Linked DNA regions of Arachis hypogaea: region 1 is linked to region 2. Evidence: chromatin contacts called from public Hi-C data. All regions are on one chromosome and are shown on one strand. Each heading gives the region's core, a stretch centred on a gene start, on an enhancer-like site or on the middle of the called end of the contact. The rest is flanking DNA. Distances are from core to core; before and after follow the strand shown.

Region 1 (3,388 bases), core at 219-2,718, 42 kb before region 2:
GGATAGTGAGAGAGATATCTTTTAGACTAATATCATTTTTCCTCTTTAATATCTCCAACTAATCATATCTTGCAGCAGAGGTCCAGCACAGATGGTTTAACTATCTGCCTTATACAGCGCTGCACCTGGGTTCTAGTCCCAGCTGAGGTTGGTTGTTGGTTTAAGGAATCCATAATATCCAATTATCCATGGTAGTGTGTGAGTTCTAGTCCCAGCTGAGGTTGGTTGTTGGTTTAAGGAATCCATAATATCCAATTATCCATGGTAGTGTGTGAGTGTGTTGTGTGTGTAACATAGGTGTAATGCTTAGGATTGGAAGCTGTCCAATCCACTTGATCAAAAAAAAAAAAAAAACTAATCATATCTTTTCCTAATTGTTTATGATATTGACTTACACATCACGCAGTGAGAGATTCAAAAATTTTTAACTTTATTATTATAAAATATAATCAAATTTCAAATTATTTGACTAATACATTAATTTAAAAAAACATAATTTAAAATAATAAAATATTATTTAAAATTTTTTATTTTTTATTTTATATTTAAAAAGATATAAAATAATTTTTTATTGTCAATATAATTAAATTTTTTCGTTTTAAGAAATAAAATTTTTTAATGTGAAAAAATAATATCTCAGTCACTATTATATTTATAATTTTTTATAACATGTGAATTTGCTATCTTAATTTAAATTTGATTAAAATACCATTTTTTTATTTTATCAATCTCTTTTTTTTAAGATGCATAATCTTTCTCTTCCTATATATACTAATAAATAATTATTAAAATAAAATTTATTTTTCATATAATTATAAAATCAAAGTAAAAAGTTCTTTCAACTATATATCATTGTCAAAATAAAAGTTAGCTTCAAAAACAAAAATATCAATAGATAAACATACATATCATTTCTAATTTTAAACAATTTTAAAAAATAACACAAATTCTATTTAAGTTTGATAATTGATATTTAGATTGTATATAAATCTAATAAAGAGTTATCAACTTAATTATTAAGTTTTAAAGTTGAATTACAAAAACTCTAATAAATAAAATTGAAATAATTATATCACTTTTTTGTTATAAATACTAAATATATATTTTTTTAAATTTTTTGTTCTTGTTTAATTAGCTCATAAGTAACCTATGTTTAATCCTCCATAAATACTATCCTTCAAAAATTTATTGTAACATTGATCTCAATTAAAATATTTCTAGGACAACTCATTATTAGAATAAATTAATTGAATAAACCTACATCAATATGATAAACTTAGCCCCTTTTTTTGTATTATTCTCAACTCTTTTTATATTTTTGGGTAATATAAGACAACTTTAACTAATTTCTTAGGCCACAAAAAAAAATTATACTCCAATATTAAAAAAGAGCCCCATTACTTTGGCCCAATCCACACAAGCTAAGCAATTAATGCTCAGGCCAGCAGGCCTTCTCCACTCTATAGCTAGCTGAAACGCAAGCTGATCATACTAGATTTAGTGGTAACTATATTTACGTTACTAGAAGGTGTATCGGATTCAAATTCTATGTCTAAGAAGTTGATATATAAAACCCATTGAAAAAGAAAAGGAGATGTTTGTAAAGGTACTTGACCAAATAAAACAAAAAAGCCAATCATACTTAAGCCACGTTGACAACCATACCACCAGACTTCAGAAACAACATTTCAAACTTTTTTTTGGGTTAACAGAACAGCAAAGACAGTCCTCACCGTATTTTACATGTTAGGTGAGTTCTATGGTGTAGAAAGAAAAAAATTTCTACACCTATAGATATGTGTTAGTTCATTGGAGAGTTTGACAAGTGTTTAAAGAAGGAAACAAAGTTTATACTCTTTGTAGGAATGATATAAAAAAATTCTCTTTTTTATATAGAATTTAAGTGAGTAATTATTTTCATTATGACTAATTACGTTGATATAATAATAGACCTCATCATAAATTGAATTTCTGTTTTATTATTGTTCGAAAAATAATGACTCAGTTTAAGCTATTAACCATTTAATCTAAATTTATTTTTTATTTACAAAATATATAGTAAATTATTTTATATAGCAATATTGTTTAAAAATAAAGGGTTGTATGATATCTAATAAAAAAAAATATTTGTGGCATAAGTTTTATATTATTAAATTGTCTTAAAAGTATGTTTACCGTCACAAAATTTAAAAATTGTAAATAACAATATAATAAATAATATTTTTTATTGTTAACTTTTAATTTAATTAAACGTATTTAGTGAATTTAGATGTTAGCAAAAATTAGTGTAATTTATTTTATTTTAATAATAAAAAGATCATTAAGTATGTATTGCTCATAATATAAAAAAAATTAATTACAAATGGATATTATTAGTATGACTAATTATGTAATATGTGAGTCATATTTCTAGAATACATTACGATTGTATTTTGGCTTACAATATAACACATTGAATATATTTTTTATTTGGAGCTTATTTATTCCATTGATTTCTATGATTTTATGAAATTTTTAATTAAGTTTTTATATTTTTTTTAATTGAGTCTTTGCTCTAAAGTTTTTTTAATTAAGTCTCTATACGGTAAAAAAGGACCTAATTAAAAAAAATTAATGCAGAAACCAAATTAAAAAAATATAAAGACCTAATTAAAAATTTTACAAAATTATAGAAACCAACAAAATAATTAAATTTTTATTTGGATTTAACAAAGTTTACTATAATAGTAATAACAATAATAAATATGGATTAAAAATAAAAATAATAAGTTAGTTTATTAAAAGATTAAAATGATTCAAAGTTCAAACAAAATAAAATATATAAACTGAAGCCTTTTATTGTAGTTGTTAAAGATCGATAAAAAAATAATTTTGTGGTGAGGTTTATCATCTTACTAAATTTAATTTTAATTAGTATAATTACTCAATCAAAATTTTGACCAAACCACTTGCAGAAAAAACAAGGCCCTTGTACTTCTCCTGTAAAGAGTACAGATTTTGTCCCCCTTTAAACACTTGTCAAGCTCTTCAATAACCAACACATATTTATAGGTATAGAAATTTTTTTCTTTCTACACCATAGAACTCACCTACATGTTAACATCTTTATATAAAGAATTTCTATCTACATCACAGGCTTCCATATATTTAATTCATTATTTGGACGTTAGATAATCATTAATATACTAATGTATTAGTAAAGTACACTGATATATGTAAAAATTTTCCAAAATTATAAATGTAGTGATTATGATGACAATTGTTGTGATTTAAAATATCGTGATAAAATAATAAGAGAAACAAAAACATATTAATAGAAGAAAAAATAGTACTTTAAAAAAAAATAATTTTAATATAGAACTAAAATAAGATAAAATAAAATATTTTT
Region 2 (3,621 bases), core at 1,115-3,614:
TACAAAGTTTAATAACTTATAATTCGAAAATATTCTAAATAACAGATTAAATTTAGTTCATTATAATTTTTTGGATTAAGATTTTTTAAACTGAAATAGTTGCTAAAATAGTAAAAGTGAAGAATTAATCATTTTTTTAAAATAAGAGTTAATCACTCTTAAAATTAGATAACGAGAACATATTTTATAAAAGTTATAATTTCAATAGTGAAATCTTCACTTTATTACTTTATTAATTTTTTATTTTTAAAAATTTAAATTCTATCTTTTAAAATAAAAGGGTGATAAACGCCCACTGAATCCATCGTCTCATCAATGCTAGCAGATTATAGGATGTGTGATTGACTCATTTTTTCATGCGGACTAAAATGAAATGTGAAATACTGAAATCTACATTTTTAAAAAGTTAAATGAGCCAATTTAAAAGGCTATGACCAGTTTGCCACCACTACGTTTAAAGTTATTCCTCTTTTTTTTAAAAAAAAAAATATTTTTTAATGTTATTTGAATATAAATTTAAATAGACAAACAAATGAGTTGACCATTCAACTAACCTAAATTATCTTAACAATTTATTTGTTGTATTTTTATTGTTAACATATCAAGTACCAAACTTTCTAAAAAATGGAAATATTCCTTCCTTGCCGTTCATTATATTATAGTAACATTAAATTTGCATATATGTGAAGGTATATTAGTATGTACTTAGCATTATACAAAAATATAAAAGTAACGTACTGTATAAGGGAAGACTTATATCATTAGGGTTTAGGAATATGTTACAACCTCTGTCCTTTTTCATGATTATAAGTTGATTTTCCAGCAATAGTTATATTCTGCTAATCATTATCTATTACAACCGATGGACATTAGGATAAATTAAAAGGAGTGGAAGAGAAGTTAAGGGAATTATTCAAAGCCCCAACAGAACCGGTACTGTGTCTCATTGATTTTAATATAAGCAGTTTTACCAACTCAAGTTATTCATGCTCATGACATGATCATTTCATCATTCTTTTTACAAACATTGTAATTTCATTTGAAAAAAAAAAGCTACTAGTGACTTCATAATTTTTATAGTTATGATTTAATTGAAGTTTGTCAAATAATTAAAAATAAACTCTAACATAAAATTTAATAATTTATCAAGGTATAGCACAAATACTCTCCAAGATATTTGTTTAATATTATTATTTATTCTTGATATATTAACTCTATAATTTTTTTTAAAGCCATCCAATCACATTTTTATTCGTTCTATCTTTTTCACTTTTGAATTTTAAAAAGTGTTTTAATTGTACGCTTATTAATTAGATACGCAAATATCCCTAATCTATTCAGAATTAATAAATAATGACCCGGTGTAAAAGGAGAATTTGTCAAATGAACAAACACGTAAAAAAGATACTATTTCAAATCATCCTAACTATGACACTTTATGATGAGAAAGAACTGTATAATATTTCAATCGACTATGTTATATGTACACTAAAATCAGTCTATAATAAATATATTAAAATATAAATACATAATTAAAATAAATTAAATTATATATTTATATACAAATAAATTAAAGTATTTTAGTATTTCAACCAACGTAAATCAATAGTAACTAAGTGTATGTAAGGATTTAAAGAACTTTATTTTCTTTCCTTTTTTTTACCCTCTCTAGCTTTTGCTTCTTTCTCTGGATTCAAGCTTCCCGCACGGAAATACGTAACACATGTTGATCGAATCACGTTGCATTTAATAACAAACAATGGATTCATTATTGAGCATGCATTAGTCCAAATGATCTAGATTTTCATTTGCTAGTCAACATTTTATCTATATGTTGATTTGGATGCTTATTAAAAAAATACGAAAATATAATGGGTTGAAAAGTATAATTACTTTCCCACAATTCAACAAAAATTAAATTAGCGCCTTTGTTTTACTGTGACTTTTGGTATCGACTTGATACACAATAAAGAAAATAAGAAATAATTTGGAAACAACAACTTTTTTTTGGTCCGGTGAAATCAACTCTTTTGGACTGATATTCAGCTTCGGTCTTCACCTTTTCTGTTTCTGGTAATGACCTCTTTTATTTTTTGGTAATTGAGGGGGCGCTAATGACCTCTTTTATCTTTACACTCTAGCTTTTTATTTCGTTCTTTTTTTTTTTTGGTCTGGATATATCATCTCTCTTGTGTTCGGAACAAATATGTGAACTTTTTTGTTATTAATTAACTGATATTGGTTGAAAATAAATTGTTATTTAGTTGGACAAAAAGAATATGGAAAATGACCGAAAAGAGGAACTATAATATGGGTATATGTAGTTGGGTCTTATGCTCTGAAGTTTCTGGGTAAATTGCTATCGTCTTGTTTGGAATAATTTTTTGGGCAAACTTTTTGTTCTAACTTTTTGGTACATTCTGTAATATGATTCCATTTAAGAAATCAAATGGTAGTTTGGCAAAGGAAATACCGAAATAGAATAAAGAAGTGCTATGTCCATTTTTTTTTTCCAAAAAGTCCAAAATGGTAAAAAAAACAATATCAAACTCCCACAGTCCCACTCCCACCGCCCATCAACAGAACAAAAACGAAAACAAAGGGACGAATTGAAATAAGATGGTTCTCGGGTACATTGGATGGCGGATGTTAAGAAACAAAGAATATAGGTTCCATTTGGATATTGTTTCGGGACGAAAATATAGAGACCGTGAGATGGAGACAAAAATATGGAGACAAAAACATACAAAACATGTCTTTATACCTTGTTTAGTAAAGCTCGTATTAATTTCAAGTTGTTCTTTACACCAAGTCTCTGAACAAGATCACTGAAGGGAAAAAAGTTCTAATATTATTAAAGGATTTATATCAAGCTAATAGGGTTACCTAAGTGCTCTGCTAGGATTTAGTGGAGTAATCCTAATTTCAGTTATTCTTCATCAAGTGTTAATAAAGCGATCAAGTGTCAACAGAATAATCATGGCAATGCAAATGGCTACACCAGTAGAACACCATAGAACGAAAATAGTAGAAGAAGAAATAGTGGACAGTTTTGAAGAGAATGACATTCAAGATAGTCGAGAAAGGTGCGCAAGGAGCCTAATAGAAAGATTGTTTGGAGATCAACAGTTTTCATCTGATATAATGGAGGCAGTGATACACTCATTATAAAGACAAATTGATGGATTTAAAGTGATTGATCATGGAGGAAACATTTTCAATTCTTCTGATGGATTTTCAATAACTACATCCTAAATCTAAAGAGATGGAAGGAAGCAGAATCGACTGAAGAAGTTGACTTTGCCCATGTGCCGATATGGATACAGATTTAGGGTCTCCCAGAACAGTTCAAAACAAAAGAATTGGGAGGAAGACAGGTAGCTCTTTCGATGAAGTACTACACGTGGATATTTTTAAATCCGTGAAAAAAAAAATAGCATAGTGAAAATTCAAGTGAACATGGATGTGACAAAACCACTTAGGAGATATATCAAACTAGCAGACCCTAACAATAAATTACTGGATGTAGCAATCAAATATGAAAGGATTGGCATCTTCTGTAATTATTGTGGTCATATTGGGAATGATGTACGGGATTGCAGCTTTTAGATTGAGAATTTC

Evidence for each region. Hi-C and Micro-C count contacts between places; a contact is called where the count stands out from the background.
Region 1: a Hi-C map of leaf shows a contact between it and region 2, with 2.1 times the contacts expected there. The contact joins two enhancer-like sites. A contact is called at or near these places in 3 of 8 Hi-C or Micro-C datasets (leaf and an unstated tissue).

What each region holds. Positions count from the first base shown.
Region 1 is chr5:102,838,796-102,842,183 of arahy.Tifrunner.gnm2.J5K5, reverse strand. No RefSeq gene overlaps it. Among protein-coding and RNA genes, the nearest start is that of LOC112802371, 12 kb to the right of the region's middle. Within about 2 kb of position 1,468, at least 3 of the 3 cell types and tissues checked have open chromatin away from gene starts, as enhancers often do.
Region 2 is chr5:102,797,429-102,801,049 of arahy.Tifrunner.gnm2.J5K5, reverse strand. No RefSeq gene overlaps it. Among protein-coding and RNA genes, the nearest start is that of LOC112802371, 30 kb to the left of the region's middle. Within about 2 kb of position 2,364, at least 3 of the 3 cell types and tissues checked have open chromatin away from gene starts, as enhancers often do.